2 separate regions of the Callithrix jacchus genome follow, and region 2 is linked to region 1. A link is a contact called in public Hi-C data. All regions are on one chromosome and are shown on one strand. The core of a region is the stretch at or near the end of the contact, and the rest is flanking DNA. Distances in the headings are between cores, read along the strand shown. Region 1 holds the start of AP5B1 (adaptor related protein complex 5 subunit beta 1). Region 2 overlaps LOC103796388 (a long non-coding RNA gene).

Region 1 (4,012 bases), core at 496-2,995:
TCCGTGGCCTTCCCTTTTCTCACCTGTGCCTGGTACCCACCCTTGGTACTTGGGGTTGCTAGGAGCCTCAGTGAGTCTATGTGGATTCGTCCATTGCAGTATTGGAGACCATAGGTGGGTTTCCTCCCTCAGCCCCAAGGAGCCAAGACTCAGGCAGGAGGTGGCAGAGGCCACGCTGTCAGAGGCTGAGCCGGGGGCCGGAGCCAGTGCCAGGCCTCCTGACCCTTGGAAGCCTGTCTCCTCAACTCTGTGAGGGGTTTAATAACCACTTAGTGAAGGTGGGGAGGGCCGAGGATGTGCGGTTACCAGCACCCTCTGGGCTCAGACAGGGAAACCAGACTGGCTCCTGCTGCAGGCCGCCTCCCCTCCCCAGGGCTGCTCTCATCCTGCCCTCTTTCATCTTGGGTTTAATTAGCCAGGCTGCCTCACCCCACAGCCTCTTGGGTGGGAGTTATCACTCCCATTTTATAGATGGGGAAACTGAGGTACCTAGAGGGAAGTGGTTTGAGACTGCCCCTTGTGAGTCAACTGTGGAGCCAGGGCCCCGAGGAGCCAGGACGGGGCCTTCTGGCTGGACCTGTCCCTCTGGGTGGGTCCGTATCTCTCCATCCCCGAAGGCACCCAGACAGCCTCCTTTTTGGCACTCTCCACCCCTCGACTCTCTACCACCGCCCATCTGGAGCAGGATGGGGTAGGGAGAGACCAGTTGGCAGTGCCTTGCATGGGGGCTCAGGCCCGTTTCATCTTCAAAGCGGCTAATTAGAGCCAGAGGTGGGTGGTGGGGTTTGGGCGCCGGCGTTCTGTGCTCTGGAAACCGGTGGTCTGTGGGGTACCTGCAACCTGGGCCTCTGGCCTGGGAGAGACCGCGGCCCAGACACCCCCCTCCCCCGAATACCCCCAAACAGCCAGAATCCAGCCCACTGAAGTCAGGAGTGCTGGGTTCCGGCCCTGCTTGGCCCCAGGTCTCGGTTGGCAAGGCTGCCCTCCTCGCGGGCCTTGTTTTCCCCATCACTAGGCGTGCCTTGAGCCCCGTGACCGGCCAGGCCCTGACAGCCCGCACTTCCCGATTATGGATCCCGTTGTTTTCAACTTAGGGCCCTGCCCTGCCCTCGCCGTCACGACCCCTGCGGGCCGCCAGCGCGGCCTCGAGCAAACAAAGGTCAGCAGCTCCCGGAGGGCCGCAACCGCGGCGCCGGCTCCTCGCCCCCAAGCCGAGCGGGTGGGGGGCCTGGGCAGGCGTCAGGGAAGCGAAGCCAAGCCCTGCGGCGCCCGCCCGACCGGTTCAGCTGGGGCGCCCTTCCTGCGGGCGCCCTGCGACCGCACCTTGCTAACCCCCAGCGGCCACTCCGGGAGCCCCAGGACCCGCACCCACGCCCCCCGGGGCCGCGGGGCCGGCGCAGGGTGCGGTGCACCCCGGCGCAGGCGGGGGGCGCGCTGGATGCCGCCCTGCGCGGCTTGGCGGGCGCTGGTGGGGCAGGGCCGCTGTCCGCCGAGGACCGCGGAATCGCAGCCCCGCGCCGCGGGATCCGGGATCGGGGGCCCAGGCTCACCCCGCTCCGCCGCCCCGACTCACTCCCCTCCGCCTTTCCTGCCCGGGCCTGCGGCGGTTTCTGGGAAGAGGGCCTGCGCGGCGGGACAGTTAGCCCCCGCGAAACCGGCGAGTAGGCACCTGCGGGAGGCGGCGGCCCCGTTACGCCCCGCCCCGCCCAGACCCAGCCGCCCCCGCGCCCCGCCCCGCGCAGCCAGCCCGGAAGGAGACGGCCGGCCTGAGCGCCCGCAGCGGCTGAGTCAGGCGGCGAGCGCAGCCCGTTACCGCGGGCGCCGGGGGCCCGGGCGGCTCTGTGGTTTCGGTGCGAGCCGCGGGCGAGAGGGCGGCGGCCTAACGAGCTCTCCGCACGCACCCGCCCTCGCCCCCTCCCCGCTCCTGTCCTGCGGGGGCCCAGGCGTCGGCCCGGAGAGCCTTGGTTTCACCGTGGGAGCAGGGCGCGGGTCCCGCCGGCATCTGCGCGGCGGCCAGGGGTGACCGCAGCCCCTTGGGGTCGGCGGCTGGCCCCGCGCTGCTGGCGGCCGCGGCCTGAGGCTCCCTCTCCCCTGCGCGGGGACCCGCGCGCCTCACCATGGGGCCCCTAAGCCGGGACGTCTGGGCCCAGCGCCTGGGGGCCTTCCGGGCCAGCCCGTCCGCCTTCATGGCAGGTCCCGAGGCGGAGGATTTGGGTCGCGACCTGCTGGGCGACCTGAGGAATGAGAAGCTGAGCGAACAGACCAAGGTAGGCCCCCACGTGTCCCCTGCCCCGGCCCGCAGGGTCACCCCAGCCTGCCGCGTCCGGAACCTCATCTTCGTGATTCCCTCCTAATCCCCCATCCAGGTTTCCCTGCTGGCTCTGAGCTTGGAGTACCCAGCCCAGCTGTGGCCGGACGCCACTGCGGCCGAGGTGGCCGCCACCTCCCTGTTGGACACCCTGGTCCTCCTACCCCCGCGGCCCTCAGCTCTCCGCCGGCCCCTGCTGCTGGCGGCCACCACAGCCCTGGCGGTGGGCGGTGCGCTAGGCCCCACCTCGGGCGCCTCCTGCCGGCTTCTGCCCCTACTTCTCGGCCTGGCGGCGGGCAGCGATCTGGGGCGAGGCTTTGTCCCCGCCTCGGAACAGCGTCCCTTGCAGGCCACCGCCTGCGAGTGCCTGCGAGAGCTAGAGAGCTGCAAGCCCGGGCTGCTTGGGGGCTCCCTGGGGCTGCTGCGGGGCCTGCTGGGGCAGGAGGGCCCTGTCCAGCCGCTCAGCCTGCTGCTGTCCCTTGCTTTGCGAAACACCCTGGTGCTCCAGTCCCGGGCTGGGGCTGGCCTGGGGGCACTGCTCACGGCTAGAGTCTCCCCAACTGCGGGTGGTCCCTGGGATTGGGCACTAGTGGAGGAGGGCGATGGACGCCTTCAGCCCCAGGCACCCAGCTGGCCGGCAGCTGAGGAGGGAGACGGGGAGCGTAGCCTTACAGCACGAGGGCACAGCCCTGAGGAGGTGCGGGAGCTGCGGGCTGCGGTGGCCCAGCTTCTGGACACCTCCTATCTACTCACTCCTGTGGCCCAGGCCCAGCTCCTGTGGCTGCTGGGCTGGGCCCTGCGGGGTCTGCAGGGACAGCCACCAGCACTCTTTAAGCCGCAGTTGGTACGGCTGCTAGGCACAGCACAGCTGACACTGCTGCACGCGGTGCTTGCGCTCAAGGCGGCCTTTGGTGAGGCCCTGTTCACAGCCCAGGATGAAACACTGCTGCTCCGCCGGATCACCTTGGCCGCCCAGCACCCTGCCCTGCCTCCATCCACACATCTCTTTTACCTGCACTGCCTCCTGAGCTTCCCCGAGAACTGTCCACTGGGCCCCGAAGGTGAGGAGGCCGCCCCACTGCTGCTAGGGCCCCAGCTATGCCGTGGTCTCCTGCCCAATCTGCTGCATGAGCCGACAGCCCTCCTGGCCCGCCTGCATTTGTTGTGCCTGCTCTGTGCCGAAGATGAAGAAGAGGAGGAGAAAGGCCAGCTTCCAAGCCCAGGGCACTACCTGGAAGAGCTGCTGGCCGGCTTGTGGCAGAGGGCAGCACTGGAAGGGGGACCCCGGGCCTTGGCCACTCTCTGTTTCCAGGCCTCATACCTGGTTGCCCGTTGCCTGGCTGGGCAACCTACTGTGCTGACCCCCTTGATCCACGGACTGGCCCAGCTGTACCGAGCCCGGCCCATGCTGGCTCCCCACTTTGTGGACCTCTTGGATCAGGTAGACCCTGAGCTGAGGGAGCCCCTGAAGGTGGTGTTACGGCAGGAGGTGGTGTCCAGGCCAGGCAGGGATGAAGCTCTTTGCTGGCACCTGCAAATGCTGGCAAGGGTGGCAGATGGAGATGCCCAGAGTGCTACCCTCAACTTTCTACGGGCTGCGGCTGCCCACTGCACCAGCTGGGACCTACAGCAGGGCCTGCTGCAGGTCTGCCGGGCACTGCTGCGGGCAGGGGTGGGGGGTGGCCTAGTCGACTTGCTGCAGGT
Region 2 (3,890 bases), core at 617-3,116, 36 kb before region 1:
ACAGACGTGTGCCACTGTGCCTGGCTAATTTTTGTATTTTTTGCAGAGATGCAGTTTCACCTTGTTGCCCAGGCTGCTCTTGAACTCCTTGGCTCAAGTGATCCGTCTACCTTGGCCTCCCCCAGTGCTGGTATTACAGGCATGAGTCATTGTGCCTGGCCTTTAAAAAAATTTTTGACACAGAGTCTCACCCTGTCACCAGACAGGAGTGCAGTGGTGCAATCTCGGCTCACCGCAACCTCTGCCTCCCAGGGTGAAGAGACTCTCATGCCTCGGCCTCCTCAGTAGTTGGAATTACAGGTGCGTACCACCATGCCCTGCTATTTTTTCCTATTTTTAGTAGAGACAGGGTTTTACTATGTTGACTCCACTGGTCTCAAACTTCTGACCTTAAGTGATCCACCTATCTACACCTCCCAAAGTGCTAGGAGTACAGGCAAGAGCACCGCGCCCGGCCTCTTTGGCCTCATTTTTAATATGAACTTGAGTTACCACTCTGGAAACAGGATTTTCCCCCATATCTGACTTTGTCCTTTCTGTTTCTGGCTAACCTCCACCAGCTCGTAGGCTTCATTCATGTGTGTTCAACAGCGATGTATCAAGCACCTACTGTGTGACAGGCACTATGCTAGGCAGATTCTGGAAACACAACAGTGACAGTGACAGGGAGGTCCCTGAATCCACAGGACTCACAGTGTGGTGGAGGATTTTGACAGTGTATGGATAATTGCCAGAAAACTAATTTAAATTATGATACATGCTTTTAAGAAAAAATGTGAACTGGGCACGGTGGCTCATGCCTGTAATCCCAGCGCTGTGAGAGGCTGAGGCAGGTGGATCACAAGGTCAGGAGTTTGAGACCAGCCTGACCAACATAGTGAAACCCCATCTCTACTAAAAATACAAACATTAGCCAGACATGGTGAAGCGCTCCTGTGATCCCAGCTACTCAGGAAGCTGAGGCAAGAGAATCGCTTGAACCTGAGAGGAGGAGATTGCAGTGAGCCGAGATCACGCCAATGCACTCTAGCCTGGGCCACAGCGGGACTCCGTCTCAAAAAAAAAAGAAAAAAATTATTTGAAAATCCCATTAGCCGGGCACGGTGACTCATGCCTGTAATCCTAGCACTTTGGGAGGCTGAGGTGGATGGATCACCTGAGGTCAGGAGTTCAAAACCAGCCCAGCCATCATGGTGAAACCCCATCTTAAAAAAAAAGAAAAAAGAAAATCATGTTAAATACATTTGTGGAGTTATCGAAGCTACTAGAAGAGAGATGCCACTCTTAGAACAACATGACCGTGGTTTTTATAACTGTGCTCCTAGTTAAGATACGGGGGAGAAGCATGACCTCAGGGAGGTAACCTGGATTTTGCTAGGGCCTAAGCAGGAGGCCTTCCCAGGGAGAAACAGCGAAGCTTCCTTCATTTGCTCCTGGTCACCCTCCGGGGGGTGCAAAGGCAGATAGTGTTGCTGTCGTAGCCATTTGAGAGATGTGGAAACTGAGGCTTGGCTGGGCGTGCTTGCCACCTAGCGGGGCTGGCGTCTGATACTTGCTTTAGTCAACGGTCAGAGCGTTTGTCCGACAGGGGGCAGTGGCGCGCGCGCGGGACCATCCGGCAACCGCGCGCGAGGCGCTCCCGGCCTTCCAGGAGGGGGCGCCGCTGAGCCGGCCTCGGATCGCCGCTCCTGCCCTCAGCCCCCGCCCGGAGCCCGGCACTCGTGACCTCGCCAGCTCTCAGGTCCCCGGGGCATTTTCGTGCTCGCTAATGTGCGCCTCTGTGTATTCTTAGATGCTGGTTTCTTCATCAAGCGGCGGAATAACGCATCAGGGCAGGTGACCCACGTCACCGGGGTGATGCGCTGGTGCTCGCCGGGGCGGGCGCGGCGCCTGCGGGAGCCGGGCGGCCGGCTGGGTGTCGGGGCGCCGCGTGGGGGCCGAGCCGCGCCCGCACGTCCCTCAGGTAGGCGCGACCCGAGTTTCTTTAGACAGGATGACCTGGCAGCGCTTCCACCCCACCCACGGCGAGTTTCGCTTTCCTAATGTGGTTAAAAAGTGCGTTCTAACTGAAGTGGGGTGGTTGAACAGGTTTCAACATTTTACTTACTTTTTTATTGTTTGTTTTCGATTTCTTCCTTCTGGTAGGTCTCTTTCTTTTTCTGTCAAGAAGATGTCCAGAACTCCTCTTTGGCATTCGTTCAAAGTCCAGTTCTAATAGCTTTTGGGCTGTGGTTTAATTTTAACCATAAAGCCTTCTTTTGGGATAATTACTTTTGAATCTGGAAAGAGCCAGCTAGATAGAGGGCCATAAATACCCGCCTTCGGGGAATGTGCAGGCTGTGACGTTCCTTCCTACTAGCATCTCTCTCTTTTCTCTCTGTTTTTGAGACAGGGTCTGGCTCTGTTGCCCAGGCTGGAGTCCAGTGGCACAAACACAGCTCACTGCAGCCTCAACCTCCTGGGCTCAAGCGATCCTCCCACTCAGCCTCCCGAGTAGCTAGCTGGGACCACAGGTGTGCATCACTGGCTCATTCTTTTATTTTTTGTAGAGACAAGGTCTTGCTATATTGCCCAGGCTGGTCTCAAACTCCTGGTCTCAAGTGATCCTCCTGCCTCAGCCTCCCAAAGTGCTGGAATAACAGACCTGAGCCACCATGCCTGGCCTAGCATCTCTCTCTCTTTTTTTTTAAAAAAAAAACGGAGACTGAGGCTGGGTGAGGTGGCTTAAGCTTGTAATCCCAGCTCTTTGGGAGGCCGAGGTGGGTGGATCACGAGGTCAAGAGATAGAGACCATCCTGGCCAACATGGTGAAACCCTGTCTCTACTAAAAATACAAAAAAAAAAATTAGCTGAGCGTGGTGGCGTGCCCCTGTAGTCCCAGCGACCTGGGAGGCTGAGGCAGGAGAATTGCTTGAAACTGGGAGGCGGAGGTTGCAGTGAGCCGAGATCGCACCACTGCACTCCAGCCTGGCACCTGGTGACAGAGCAAGACTCTGTCTCAAAAAAAAAGGAGACTGATGGGGGTTGGGGGGATGCAAACTGAATAAATAGGTGGATTTGGACGAGAGTTTGAACATCTGCTTTAATCAGCTGAATGACGTCTTCTCAGAGCTGTCCTGCGAGCAACCAGGTGGCCTCAGATTTCTGGGACAATCTCAATTTCTGGGACAGAGACACACTGGCCCTTTGTCAGACTACGCATCAGACAGCCACCAATTCCCAGTTCTGAAAACGTGGTCACCAGAGAGACCTGTCAGCAGCCGTAGACATTATCTCCTTGGGAATGACCAGACCCAGGCAGCCCCTGGGGTCCCCAGAAGTCCTGGTGCTAGCCGGAATATTTCCATTCCTCTTCTTCCCTTACAGCACAAGTCCTTCGGTAATAATTGCTTGTATTTGTAGAACCTTAGAGAATTTTTGTTGTAGCAGGACGGAAATTGGTGGTCTACCGTTTTGTGGCTTGGGTGGCATACTTCTTGTTTGGCAATAAAATAAGATGAGAAGAAAATGGGATACGTAATGGAGACCAATTCAAGAAAAACTGATTTATGCCAGCCCTAGCTGAGGCAGATAAATTTGGGAAGACTTACTTGTTTTCTAGAAATAGTCTTCACTTGACCAGAGATTCATGCTTGGTCATATTTAAACACAGAGGAGCTCTTCTCGGGCATTTGAGTAGGAAGACAGAAAATCAGAGACTAATTAACCAGCTGTTACCAGCAGGAGATCCATTTTTTGAGAGAGAGTCTTTCTCGCCAGGCTGGAGTGCAGTGGCACAATCTTCGGCTCACTGCAACCTCCGCCTCCCAGGTTCAAGCCATTCTCCTGCCTCAGCCTCCCGAGTAGCTGGGATTACAGGTGCACACCGCCACAGCTAGCTAATTTTTGTA

The links. Hi-C and Micro-C count contacts between places; a contact is called where the count stands out from the background.
Region 2: a Hi-C map of induced pluripotent stem cells shows a contact between it and region 1, with 1.8 times the contacts expected there. The contact joins the enhancer-like site here to the promoter of AP5B1 in region 1. A contact is called at or near these places in 2 of 3 Hi-C or Micro-C datasets (induced pluripotent stem cells and skeletal muscle).

Annotation. Positions count from the first base shown.
Region 1 is chr10:122,857,903-122,861,914 of calJac240_pri, reverse strand. AP5B1 (adaptor related protein complex 5 subunit beta 1) reads left to right here and starts at 1,745. Exons shown (of 2, transcript XM_002755607.5): 1 at 1,745-2,267; 2 at 2,367-4,012. The coding sequence starts at 2,118.
Region 2 is chr10:122,894,412-122,898,301 of calJac240_pri, reverse strand. All of the region lies in intron 4 of LOC103796388 (a long non-coding RNA gene), which reads left to right. Among named protein-coding and RNA genes, the nearest start is that of SNX32, 15 kb to the left of the region's middle. Within about 2 kb of position 1,866, at least 6 of the 16 cell types and tissues checked have an H3K27ac peak or open chromatin away from gene starts, as enhancers often do.